2 separate regions of the Canis lupus genome follow, and region 1 is linked to region 2. The links are chromatin contacts, called in public Hi-C maps. All regions are on one chromosome and are shown on one strand. Each heading gives the region's core, a stretch centred on a gene start, on an enhancer-like site or on the middle of the called end of the contact. The rest is flanking DNA. Distances are from core to core; before and after follow the strand shown. Region 1 holds the start of KLHL15 (kelch-like protein 15). Region 2 holds the start of ACOT9 (acyl-coenzyme A thioesterase 9, mitochondrial).

Region 1 (6,208 bases), core at 1,772-4,271, 190 kb before region 2:
GAAAATTTGTGGAGCCTCTCAGATTGCTTTTTTTTAAGTTTATTTTTTTAAAGTAGTCTCTACACACAATGTGGGGCTCAAACTCACAGTCCTGAGATCAAGAGTTGCTCACTCCTCCAACTGAGCCAGCCAGGCACCCCTCAGATTGCATTTTGAAGGTTCCCTGTGGTATATGGACCAAAAAATAATGTTTAGGACAACACCCACCATCCTTTTTTTTAAAGATTTTATTTATTTATTCATGAGAGACACACACAGAGAGAGAGAGAGGGAGGGCGCAGCAGAGACCCAGGCAGAAGGAGAAGCAGGCTCCATGCAGGGAGCCCGATGTGGGACTCGATCCCGGGACCCCAGGGTCACAACCTGGGCCGAAGGCGGCGCTAAACCGCTAAGCCACCCAAGCTGCCCAACAGCCACCATCCTGTTGGAATGTGTCAGTGTATAGGTCTTGGTGTGTACTGGCAGAAATTGGTACTGATTTGGGGGGGAGGCTATTGAACTTTGAGGGACTGAGATAGACTGTACCCCAACAAGATGCCTTAAAACCCCTGAAAAGCTATAGAGTGCCTGTCAAAACAGTTTTCAAGGGGAAAGAGAATGCATATGTAACCTTATTAGAGTTCACTGAAAATATAATTCTTTGATTCCCATAGATTAAGGTGGGAGCTGGATACATGCAGTGATTACCAAGATAATTACCTTACTGTAGAGTCTGGGTTTCTAAAAAGCCTCGACTTTTTTTGTTTGTTTGTTTGTTTCAAGATTTTATTTATTTATTCATGAGAGACACAAAGAGAGGCAAAGACATGGGCAGAGGGAAAAGCAGGCTCCCTGCAGGGAGCCCAAGGACTCATCCCAGGACCCCAGGACCCTGGGATCACGCCCTGAGGCCCTGAGCCAAAGGCAGATGCTCAACCGCTGAACTACCCAGGCGTCCCAAGCCTCGACTTCTTTTAAAAATAAATAAGTAAAGTGGGGCAGGGGAAGATTATACGGTATCCTAAATTCTCAGAACCTCCAGGTAGAAACTTCCTTCTGACTCTACCACCATTCTTAGACCCAAGCCTCTAGCATGCCTCAGGACATTTCAGACTGCAAGGTAGCAGATTTGAGGAGCATTCTCAAACACTTAAGTTAGAGGACTAGGAAAAGACAGCTTCCATTTGCCCCCGTGGGAATCCACCAGTGTGGAAGGATGCCCTCAAGGTATTTGGGAGCTCCCATTACTTTCCAGTAATTGGTGGGGAAAGTAATTGAATACAAGAATTACCTGGAGGAGTTAGTTTATCTAAATGACGTGGTTTTACTTTGGTCTCAGGGAAGCAGAATGCTCCTTACTGTAGTATAGACCCTTCGATAAAATACTTTAAAAAAATGAGAGTGAAAGAGGTGTCATTACATAGAACATTTTACCCCTAGGAATGGACTCTACATAGTAAATAGTTTGGTGAAAAGATGCAGCCCAGTTTGAGAGTATTTTTAAAAAGGACCTTTTGGACATAATGAAATATCACATATGAGGCTATGTAATGTTAATGTCATAATAAGGGTGTACTGGTCAGAATGGTTTATGGTTTGTGTCATTCACTGTAGGTATATATACCAGCTACACAGAGCACAGACACATTTTGGTTCCTCCTTGAATGAAGAACGTAAGTTTCTCTCTGGACAGGTCGCTGCTACCCTATGTAATGTATACCTCAAAATTAATGTTATTTGGCTCATATACAGAAATCAAAATTCGTTACTTTTAAATGCTCAAAAATAAGGTCTGAAAACTCAAATGTTCAAACTTGCACGTATGCCATTTTTTTTTCGTATGCCACTTTAAAGTATATTTTAGGGCTTATAGTTTTTTTAAAGCTTGTTTTTATAGTCTAAGTTAGAAAAGGTAAGCTTATTTCCCTGTTTCCGAAGGGTTCAGGTGATTCTCTATTTTTTCCCACGAACTAGCTACTTCAGCAAAACAGTACACCGTGTGCTATCTTGGCCTCTTGGGAAACATGGCATGTTCAAGTTTGCTAGAAAGAGATAATGATCGCTTTCAGCCACACACCTCACTGTAAATTCATCGGGATATTGGTCTAGAGAGAAAATGGCGGCGGGGGGTGGGGTGGGGGTGGGGGTAGGAGAAATTCCTCAGTTTAGGATTAGAAATGGGCAATGGATGGCTTAATTTAAGGTTAGTTGTAGAACCACTGGCCTCCAGCTGTGTATTTCTGTTATTTGCATTTTTCTCACAAAGAGATTTCACAACAAATTTACAGAGCAGTCCTATGGAGTAGTTTTAATATTCTTAAATCAAAAAAGGCGATATTTTAAAAGCATTCGCTAGAACGCTACAGCTGCCTTATTTAAAAAGAACCTCCCCAAATCACTGCTCTCTGAATGTGCGTTCTTGCCATCTTATTTTGACGCAAATAGAATAGCGCTTTTAGAGCCGACATTTCTGTGCGGTGCAGACATGCCGTTTTCCATGAATTTTCCCACCTCTGGGAAATGCATTTCCGAAACGTGTAATTGTTGTGCAATAAGCCGAGTGAACTATGACGCAATTATACCCTGCAAGTTGCCGTGCAAAAATGATGTCATTTGGCGCAGATGTAGTCAATTTTATAACAGGTAGCTATGGCAAGGCTTCCTCCCCGTCGTCGCAGATTCCCCCGCCCCCACCGTGGTGTTCGAGATGCAAAAAGACATTTCCCGGGCGTCCCACTCCACAACTTGTGGAGGGTGGGCGCGCCGCAGTAGCTCGAGCCCCCGGCTCGCGCAGACCGAGCGGGACCGCTGCGGCGGGACGAGCACCACCGAGCATTCCCAGCCCCGACGGCGACGCCACGAGGGAAAACGCGTTAGGTCGCGCCCGCAGTGCAGCGCCCGGCCGCCTCATTCCCTCGGTGGGGCCCGCCGGCGTGGCGGGCCTGAGCGTGGGGCCCCGCGGGCGTGGGACGGCCCTGCCCCCACCCCGCTCCCACACCCGCTCCCGCTCCCCCGGTCCCGGAAGTGACGCGCGCTGGCTGAAACATGGCGGCATTGGCGCTCGACCAGGGGGAAGGTAAACACCCTCCGGGCCGCGGCCCGCGCGCGGGCCCCCTCGAGGCGCCGATGGGGGCCGACGGCGCCTCCGAAGCCTGCTTTCCAACTCTCGCCTTCCCACCCTTCGACCTCCCTACCCGCGTGGCAGGCTTCCGTGTTGCGACGACGCCGCATGGGGCCCCCTGCCGGCGGGCCCCGCCTCCCTGGGCCGGCCCCGGGCGGCTCCTGCGGCCCGCAGGGGGCGCGCGGCCCGGAGCGGCCCCTGGCTCGTGGCCCCGCACGCTCCGCCCCTTGCCCGCCCCTTTCCCGCCTTCCTCCACCCCCGGCGTGGGTGATCCTGAGGCTCGGCGCGCTTCGGGGCAGAAGCCCGGAGACGCCGTCGTCGACACCGCTACCGCCGGCGCTTCTGCCGCTGCCCGCGGCCCCCCAGCCCTTTCCCCCGCCTGTGGCCCCGCGTCGGTCCTCCAGCCGAGCCCCGCCGGGCGCCGCGAGGCCCCTGGTGTTGGCAAGGCCGGGCCCGGCCCCGACGCCGCGCCGCCTCGCGCCGAGCCCGACTGTCTCGACTCGCGACTCAGCGCTGTCTTCTTTCCCAGGACTGGTTTCGAGGGGGCCGCTGGCGCGCAGACTCGCCCCCCGCCTGAGCGCCCCGGCCCGGCCCGGGAGCGGCCCCTTGTAAGAGGTTCGAGGAGCCTGCCGAGTGCCATCCCGGCGCCCGACCGCCCACCGCCCGGCCCGCCGGCCCGCTTCTTCCTGATGCAGACTGCCGTCCACTAGAGGCTGGACAGACCCCCGAGGTGCGTAGCCGCCCCTGGCCCGCCGGCCTGCGGGAGCCCGGGCTTCGTCCGCGGCCCCGTGCCCGGCACGGATTCGGTAGCCTTTTCTGCTCAGACCCGAGTCAAACATTTGGTAGACGCCGGGACCTAATTTGTCTTTGAGTTTACTTAAATTGTTTGAAATATAATTTTTTTTAAGGAGGGGAAAAAAAAAACGGAAGAAGCATAATTCAGCCATTTTTTGCAGCACACAGCTGCAGGTACCATGATTATTTTCTCCCTAACCCGTTCCTTCCCTTTAAAAATTCTGTTTATGCCTGAAATAGAACTATGCGAAATGCGAAGCATAAAACGTGGAATAAGAAGGTCTGGGTTCGACTGGGTGACGCTGAGAAAATCGCTTACCGAACCTCGGTTTCTTATCTATGAAATCTAGTCAGTAATAGCCACATCACAGGGTAGCGAGGACTATATGAGGTCATATATGTGAAAATAACCTATAGCTGTAAAGTGTTGTAAAAATGCAAAGCAATTTTTTAAGTAACCCTTGCCAGAGTGGTTAATGTTGTAGTGGCTAACTGTTGCTGCCTCTTCCCCCCCCCCCCCCCGTATTATAAGTATAAGCAATAAGTACGGAATAGCGAAGCAGTGCCGTGAATCGACTAGAAATATATAATAGTCACGTTGCTTGGCCTTCTTCCTACGAAATGCTAACTGCTTATTTAAATAACGGTATTCTTTAATTCAAATTTAACGTTACTCTACTGCTTTGCTTTTCATTTTTCTAGGCCGCTTATGCCCTTTTTCTTACTCGGAATATTTATTTAACACTTATGTTTTAGTCTTACATATTTTCCGAATTTACATTTATTTTTGTTGATTTCATTAAATTGTGTCTTAGAAAATGCTTTTAAGATATATACTCCAATTTTAATGCTGTTTTTTCGTGTCTAGGGAACAGGATGCCTGAATATCTACTAATTTGAGAATTGTTTTTGAAGAGCTTACAAATGCATTCAGATGTCTGTGATTCTTAAAAGATCTAGAAATGTAGAAATTTTGAACTTTTTGACAATGTAATAGTGTTTATATAATTTAATTCTCTTTTTAAATCGTCACAGCACTTAGTAGGTGTTTAGAACCAGTTTTTCAGTGGGAATGGGTGTTAATTTGCACTCTTGCTGATTTAACTTAGGAATAATGGAGTAAATATTTGTGGTTTGAGAAATTGGATTTATTATTTGTCAGAATTTATAATATATATGTGTAACAGTATGGAATTGTTCTTACTGGGTACATCAAAAATGTAGTATGGTTTGGCTTAAAAATGGTTCACAAAAAGTGAAAGAAGCATTTTTTAACTATATTATTATTATTATTTTTAGCTAGCAAATAGTTTTCTGATTTTTTTCTGAAATGTTTTATTTTATAATCCAATACCAGTTGTTTTTGTATAGGATGGCTTTGTGTTGTGTAAAAAGACAAAATAATTTAAGCGGGCAGGATTAAATTAGCAAATGGAAGAGCCTATTTTAATGTTCTAGCTTTTATACATTGGACTTATCGTTTGTCCTGAAGATAAAATTTTGGCAGATCACCACTTTATTAGGAATTTCAAGGTTTGACCTTCTCTCTGCCTTGATTTGGGTTCTCTGGGGCTAAAATCTTGGAACCAGGGCTGGGTTGGCTTTGTGGGTGTTCGGAAGAGCCCTGAAGTTGGTATAATAATCTGCATATAAAACTGGCATTGTTCAATATAAAGGTGAATGGTAAAATTCATGCTAATTTAAATGTTTAATTTTTCTTCACTTAGAACGCATTAAACAACAAAAAAAACACCATGACAAGTCAAGAGAAGCCTCAGAAGAAAGGAGAAGGCTTTTTATTTTAGTACTTTTAATGACATTTTTTTCCTTCTTTTGGATAAGGGGGCCCAAATTTTCATTTCGCTCGGGCCCTGAAAATTAGCTGGCCTGTTGTCAGCTTGCCCTTCACATTGTAAATATTTTAAGAGTAAATAATATTAACTGGGAGGAGAATGAATATTTAATTTGAGGGGTTGAATTAATTTATTAGCATATATTTCCCCTTAACTGGAATGGTGTAGTTGGTGTGGAGTTTTTTATTGAAGAAGTCACTGGTGAAGCATTGTAGGACACTGTTTAAACACAGAGGCTCTGAAGTGGGGCGGACCCCCAACGCCACGACTTAAGAATCATAGCCTTGGGCAAGTTTCTTAACCTCTGTGAGCTTTGATTCTTCTCATCTTTAAATCAGGGATAGTTACAGAACTTGGAGAGTTATGAGGATTAAATTTATCTCTTTACCCAACAAATAAATATTTATTAAGCACTTACTATGTGCCAAGTGCTGTTATTTCTAGGTTGTGAAGGATACAA
Region 2 (6,391 bases), core at 2,029-4,528:
GATAGAAAGCAAGATCAGTTGAGAACTTAATCTAAAATAGAATGGAAGCTGTCATCGTCTGCACCGGCACACGCCTTACTCCTCTGCTGCCATTTTTAGCAAGTACTCCTTGTCGATCTTGAAGAGTCTCCATCCCTCTTCGCTGGACAGGTCAGAAGCACCTCTTCTTTTGTAGAAGTTGATAGATGGTTCATTCCATTCTGCTACCAAGAAGTGCATGCTGCTGCAGCGACATTTCATCGCAACCTATTATAAGGGAGAGTAAAACAAACTCAGTGACATTTCACCTGCTTTCCAAGACCCAAATCTGTTCCAGTCATTAAAATAATTCAGTAACCCTTACAAATCTGGAAACCAAACCCCCTGCCCCTCCCCCCAAACCAAGACGTACCTGGCTTAGGTTCTTCAGAATTTCTGATCCTATGCCAAAGCCTAAAAGAAAGAGAAGTACCATTTAAAAAGTCATCTTCAGGATGTTAAGTCCTGGTTTCTCTTTAGGGCATCTCCTCCTAAACTCAGCCATACCTCTATAATCACTCATTACGAAGAAGTCCTCAAGATACAACAGTTTGCCAATCCATGGATCATAGGTAAAGTAGTACATGGCAAAACCCACAACACTGTGTCCTGTAATAAGAATATCACATGAGATGTGAACGAAAAGCAACCCATAAAAGTTGTAGCTGCAAAATCAGAAGCCTATCATAGGTTTTAGAAAATAAACATGCATGTATTATAGAAGTAAGTAGGCACTGAAACGGGACTGTCTCCTGATTTTTATGCTAGTGCAGTCCAGGCCACTTTTGGATGATCTCACTGTTCTCAGGACATGTATTTGCAAAAAGCACACATTAGAGCTAGCTGAAGCGAGGCTAAAATCATGGGACTGGCCACTCTGCGATCTGCTGGATCTCACACCCCAGGAAGTGAGACTTTCATTACTTGCCAGAGCAAAACTGCTGTAGTCTTAAACTAAACACACACATTATTCACATCCTATTGATATATTGGTATGTTGACTTGGGAATAAGTCGGGTTTACACGGCAGTTCAGAATAGTAAATATTTGTAGATTAGAAACTCTGCTTCCTTAAGGTCAGGACATCAGGCCATCAAAAGTGTAACGTTTAATTTCAGAACTTGCCTTCCAATTCAGATTTTCAATTTGCTCTCCCCAGTTTTAAGCCAGAAGAAGCAGAGGTACCCAGAAATAGCTCTTATGTAACATCCACATACCTCCAAAAAGTACCTCATCCCTTATGTTTTCCGTTCATTTCTTCTAGCTTGGGGAAGAGACTTAAGAAAAAAGTGAAGCACCCACCCAAACAACTTCCCCTTTTAGCTCTGTCTTCTGACCAGTCAACAGGGACCAGCAAAAAAAAAAAAAATAAAACAATCTGACTCCCTATAAAAATAGGGTGTCTATAATTTCAAATGGAGGCAAAGGTTTCAAATTAAACTTTCTAGCCATTTTATAGTCCTTTGCAAACACAGGAAGAGAGTACACTGGAGTTTCTGATCTACCGTGTTTTAAGTGTGTGATAATAGGACCTTACCTCATTTATCATGATCATCTACTTTATTGTGTAAAGGATCTTTTAGTTACCTCCCCGCCCATCCATGTACACGGAAGGGCCATGTACATGGCGAAGCTAGAGACTGTAACCTGAAGATTGGGACAAATTAAAGAAAAAAATGTGATTTAACACAATTACAAAAAAGGTTACGTTAGGGTCAAACAAGAACTGAATTACAATAAATGACATTATACCTAACCCTTCCAGGTCTCCACAGCATTCTGATACTTACTTAAACAGCTCTTTCAACCCGCCCTATTATTATGTGCAGGACATCTATTTTCTTTTTCCTCAGTAGTTTGAACACTGGCTATTATTTCTGGCCAATTTCTCAGTAACTTTGGCCTGCGTTGTCAGTGGTTCTACACAACAGACACTCTATGTTTTATACAACACTTGGTGTTTGGCTTCTGGAAGCGGGGGGGGGGGGGGGGGGGGGGGGGGGGCGGCGTTACCTTCCGGAGACTGGTGCTCCTTGGGCACTTCTGCAACCAGGCAGTGGTAGAAAGGGTGCTCTCCGAAACCATCCTCTAGTAGATCTGCAAGAAGGGGCATCGGGGACAGTGATGGCCTCGGTGAAGATGCCAAGTACCAGACACCCTTCCCCCGCCCTGGTACAGTCGCGTTACCTTTTTCAGTTAACATTACTTGCTCTTCCATGTATTCGTATTTAGCCAGTTCCTGGGGCGATGCACACGGGAGAAAGGGAGAGAGGGAGAAAACTAAGTGAGGCCCTGGCCCAGGCAGCTCAGAGGGAACGGGGTGGGCGGGGCGGCGATTCGTTCCCAGAATCGAGCGGCCCGGCTGAAGCTGGGGGGAGCGGGCGGACAAAGGGGAACCCGCCGGAGCGGCTCCCCACTTTCCCCCTCCCCAGGGGCGGCCCGGGCCTCCCGCTACCTTGATCAGCCGCAGGATGTCACTGCAGTCGGCGGCGGTGGCCGGGCGGATCACGAATTTAGCCATTTTCGTCTTTTGCTTTTCTTCCCTTTGCGGACCAGGCCCCTGTACTTGAACAGTAGTAGGAGGTGGTTCCTCATTCGTCTCCCCGGAGCGTCCTCTTCCCAGTCAGGCTGGCACCATGACCCGGCGGACCTCGGCGAGCAACGAGCACGTCGGCCAGACTGCGACCAGAACGGCGCGCTTTAGCGGCCGCCGGGTCCCGCTTTTTAGGGCCAAGTAGCCCCGCCTCCGGGCGTGAGGCGGAGGCAGCTCGTCCAATGAGGCCGCGACCGCCCCCCTCTTCCGGGCGCCTCCCCCTCTTCCGGGCTTCCGTGTGAACCCGGCGGGCGCAGGCGCGGGCGCGGGCGGGGGCGCGGGCGGGGGCGCGGGAGGGGCGAGGCGCGCCGCGGGCTTCTCTCGGGGCGCCCTCTCGCGGCGCCTCTCGACGCCTTCCCGGAAACCCGACTTTCTAGCTTGTGCGTCACCCGGTCACCTTTGCGAAAGGAAAAGAGTAGTTCCTCTTGTGAACCCGGGCCGGTGACCTTGCCGTTTCTCCCTTGGCCGGAGGGGAGTGGAACTCAGGAGAACCTGCCTTGGGCAACGTGAGGATGAGAGCAGCGGTTCTCTAAAGTGTGCTGTGGGGGACCCTGCAGATCCCAGGGTCCTTTCAGGGAGTCTGTGTCAAAACGAGTTTCATAATAATAGTGAGGCGTCACTGCCCCTTTTCATTCTTGTGGGAATTTTCCAGAGGCGACCTGATGTGTGTGTGTGAAGTCACTGCTCTGATGACTAACGTAATGCGTGCTTGTATATTCTTGTGTTTTCTACAGTTTCCTAAGGTAAACTATTTGGATTCCTCAATAATTTTTCTCTCATACTTGTAATTTTTAGAGTTAGCACAGCGTTCTTTCCTAATTTTCTTTCCTTCTTATTCTTTGTTAAATCTCTGACCTTCCTTGTGGAAACGCTCTCCTGCCTGACGGGCACTTTTCACAATTTCCTTCAGTACAGAAAAACTTTCTGCGTTGGTTGTCTAAATATGTCTTCAATTCATCTTGAAGGATTTCTTTCACTGTTTATAGAGTTTGGGGTTGGATGTTATTTTCTTTCAGTGTAGTGGTGATGTCAGGTTACCTTCTGGCTTCCATCGCTGTTGAAAGTTGATGTAATCCCTACTTGCTCCATTCTCTGTGCTGCTTTCCCCCCCTTTTCTTTAACTTTTCATTTTCAAATGATCACAGATTTACAGAATGTGTGATGACATTGCTCTGGTGACTAAAGGGATGTGTGCTTGTGTATTCTTATGTTTCATAGAATTTTCAAAGATACGCTTTTTGGATTCTTCAGTAATTTTTAAATGTCCTGAGAACAAAATGTTTCAGAACGGTTGAATTAGAGTATAGCTCTTTTTCAGTTGTTCCCACTGGAACAAGTGTTCTGGCCTCTTGCAGATACAGTTTTTGTTTTACAACCCACCTTCCCAGACAGAGGCCCTGGGGGCTTGCTTTGGCCACTCTGCCTGGATTCCAGGAGGAGCCAAAGCATAAAAGGGGCTCACAGGTTTCTCAGTGTGGAATGAGAGGTGGACTATCACCAGATGACCACAAACATTCAACAATTGTTTCTCTGCATTTGTTAGCAATATCCTGTATGTAAAAAAGAAAGCAAAAGTAGGCTCTTTGTTGCCCTTCCCACCCTCTGGAGATGTTATGCATGGTGAGTCATCTGGGAGTTTATGAAATGTCTTTCTCAAAGATCTTTAAAAATAGCATTGATTTGCATCTACCTAAGCCACGTTAGGTTGTGTCTTTCCTGACACCATGATACATGGATGACCATTCATACTCCCTTCTCTCTACTCTGTTTGGATCTAACTTGTGGGAGGAACTATGAGAGCATGTTACCTGTGTGATTACTGATAACGTAAATTAGACCCTCCATAACTAAGCACTAGTGATAGCTGCCTTGTTGAAGCAATAGCAAGGCTGTTTTCAGTTTGGGTTGCATAGTTTTTTCAGAATAATGATTGTTTTGTTAAAATTTATTTCACTTTTTTCTACGTATTCTATATTCCCAGTTTTAATTTCATGCTTTTATGAAAACAGAAATTGCGGGCAGCCCCGGTGGCGCAGCGGTTTAGCGCCGCCTGCAGCCCAGGGCGTGATCCTGGAGACCCTGGATGAGTCCCACGTCGGGCTCTCTGCATGGAGCCTGCTTCTACCTCTGCCTCTGTCTCTGCCTCTCATTCTCTCTGTGTCTCTATCAATAAATACATAAAAAATCTTAAAAAAAAAGAAAACAGAAATTGCTTCTTATGGCAAGAAGAGCCGTTTCTTCGTATGATTTTATTTTTTAAGTAATCTCTCCACCTAACCTGGAGCTTGAACTCACAATCCTGAGACCAAGAGTCACACGCTCTACCAACTGAGCGAGCCGGGTGCCGCAAGAAGAGCCTATCCTGGAAAGTGGATGGCTAAACAAAAACAACAACAACAACAAAAAAAAAACAAAAAAAAATCAACCCATTGTGACTGTATTTGTGTACATGTAGAGGCTTAGAACCATAAAAAATTTGAATTTTCTTATGGTGGTGAACCATGTTAGGCTTTTCCATCATCGGGGATACATACATTGGATAACCAACATCACTCTTGATACAGGAATTTATATTTAAAACTGCAGAAAAAGGGATTAAGTGGAAAACTTTGATTTGGTTAATGAATCAACAAGAACTTACTGAGTCTTGTGCTAGGTACTTGGGAGTGGATTAAGTCTGGAAACCAGCCCTCAGGGCATACAGTTTACTTTTAGAGATGTGTGTGTATGTAGTTTACTACAACAGAGTTTAAGCTTTGTGAGAAAGAGAATTCCTATAAAACTAAGGAGGTCTTGGTACAGGTGGAGTGGGAGGAAGGGAAACCACCAAGGCATGTTGTGGGTGTTTTATATTCATTGTCTCATTTGATCTTTACAACTGTCTTGTGAAATAGGTGATGTTAGCTCCATCTTTATGGCTGAGAAAATTGGAAGCTCTGAAGGGTTACAAAACTGTCAAAGCTAGGAAGTGACAGAGCTAGGAAAGGAGAAATTATGTTGATTTCCATGCCAAAGTGAAGCTGTCCAACCTGCCCTGTTAAACTATTATGGAAGGTGTCAGGGTTTTCTACTTATAAAGGTAATAGATATTTATTAAGAAAATTGGAGAATGGCAGAAATACAAAAAGTTCATAAAAATAATCCTGTTAGGTTGATTTCCTTCCAGTCTTTTTTTCTATGTACATATACATACAGGGCTGATACTCAGTAGGTGTATACAGTGTAGTAGATTTTAAATGGCCACAAATTCATTGCAGCTCCTCTCATCAAGAGGTAGAGTCTATTTCCCCATTCCTTGAATCTGGACTGGCTTTGTGACTTGCCTTGACCAATAGAATGCTGTAGAAGTGGTGATGTATAACTTCTAAGCAACACCTCAAAAGGTCTTAAAGATTCTGCTCATGCCCTCTTGGAGCACTGCTGCCACCATATGAGGAAACTTGAGTTAGCCTCCTTGAGGAGGAAAGACCTCATGAAGGGACGCCTGGGTGGCTCAGTGGTTGAGCCTCTGCCTTTGGCTCAGGACGTGATCCTGGGATCTGGGATCGAGTACCGCATTGGGCTCCTTGCAAGGAGCCTGCTTCTCCTTCTGCCTGTGTCTCTGCCTATCTCTCTGTGTGTCTCTCATAAATAAATAAATAGATAAATAAATAAAATCAATCTTAAAGAAAAAGACTTCATGAAGAGTAGGGTCCAGCTGGTAGCCAGCACCAACTGCAAGATATGTAAGTGAGGCCATCTTGGGCCATCCAATCCCAATTGAGCTGTCAGGTGTTTGTA

The links. A called contact is a pair of places that touch in the nucleus more often than the background predicts.
Region 1: a Hi-C map of blood shows a contact between it and region 2, with 5 times the contacts expected there. The contact joins the promoter of KLHL15 here to the promoter of ACOT9 in region 2. A contact is called at or near these places in 2 of 9 Hi-C or Micro-C datasets (amygdala and blood).

The regions. Positions count from the first base shown.
Region 1 is chrX:19,731,900-19,738,107 of UU_Cfam_GSD_1.0, reverse strand. KLHL15 (kelch-like protein 15) reads left to right here and starts at 3,021. Exons shown (of 4, transcript XM_038587100.1): 1 at 3,021-3,055; 2 at 3,630-3,830.
Region 2 is chrX:19,541,108-19,547,498 of UU_Cfam_GSD_1.0, reverse strand. It overlaps ACOT9 (acyl-coenzyme A thioesterase 9, mitochondrial), which reads left to right and starts at 3,278. Exons shown (of 19, transcript XM_038587077.1): 1 at 3,278-3,354. It overlaps SAT1 (diamine acetyltransferase 1), which reads right to left and starts at 2,734. Exons shown (of 6, transcript XM_038587084.1): 1 at 2,474-2,734; 2 at 2,206-2,257; 3 at 2,032-2,115; 4 at 526-627; 5 at 392-432; 6 at 1-246. The coding sequence starts at 2,539. The coding sequence ends at 76.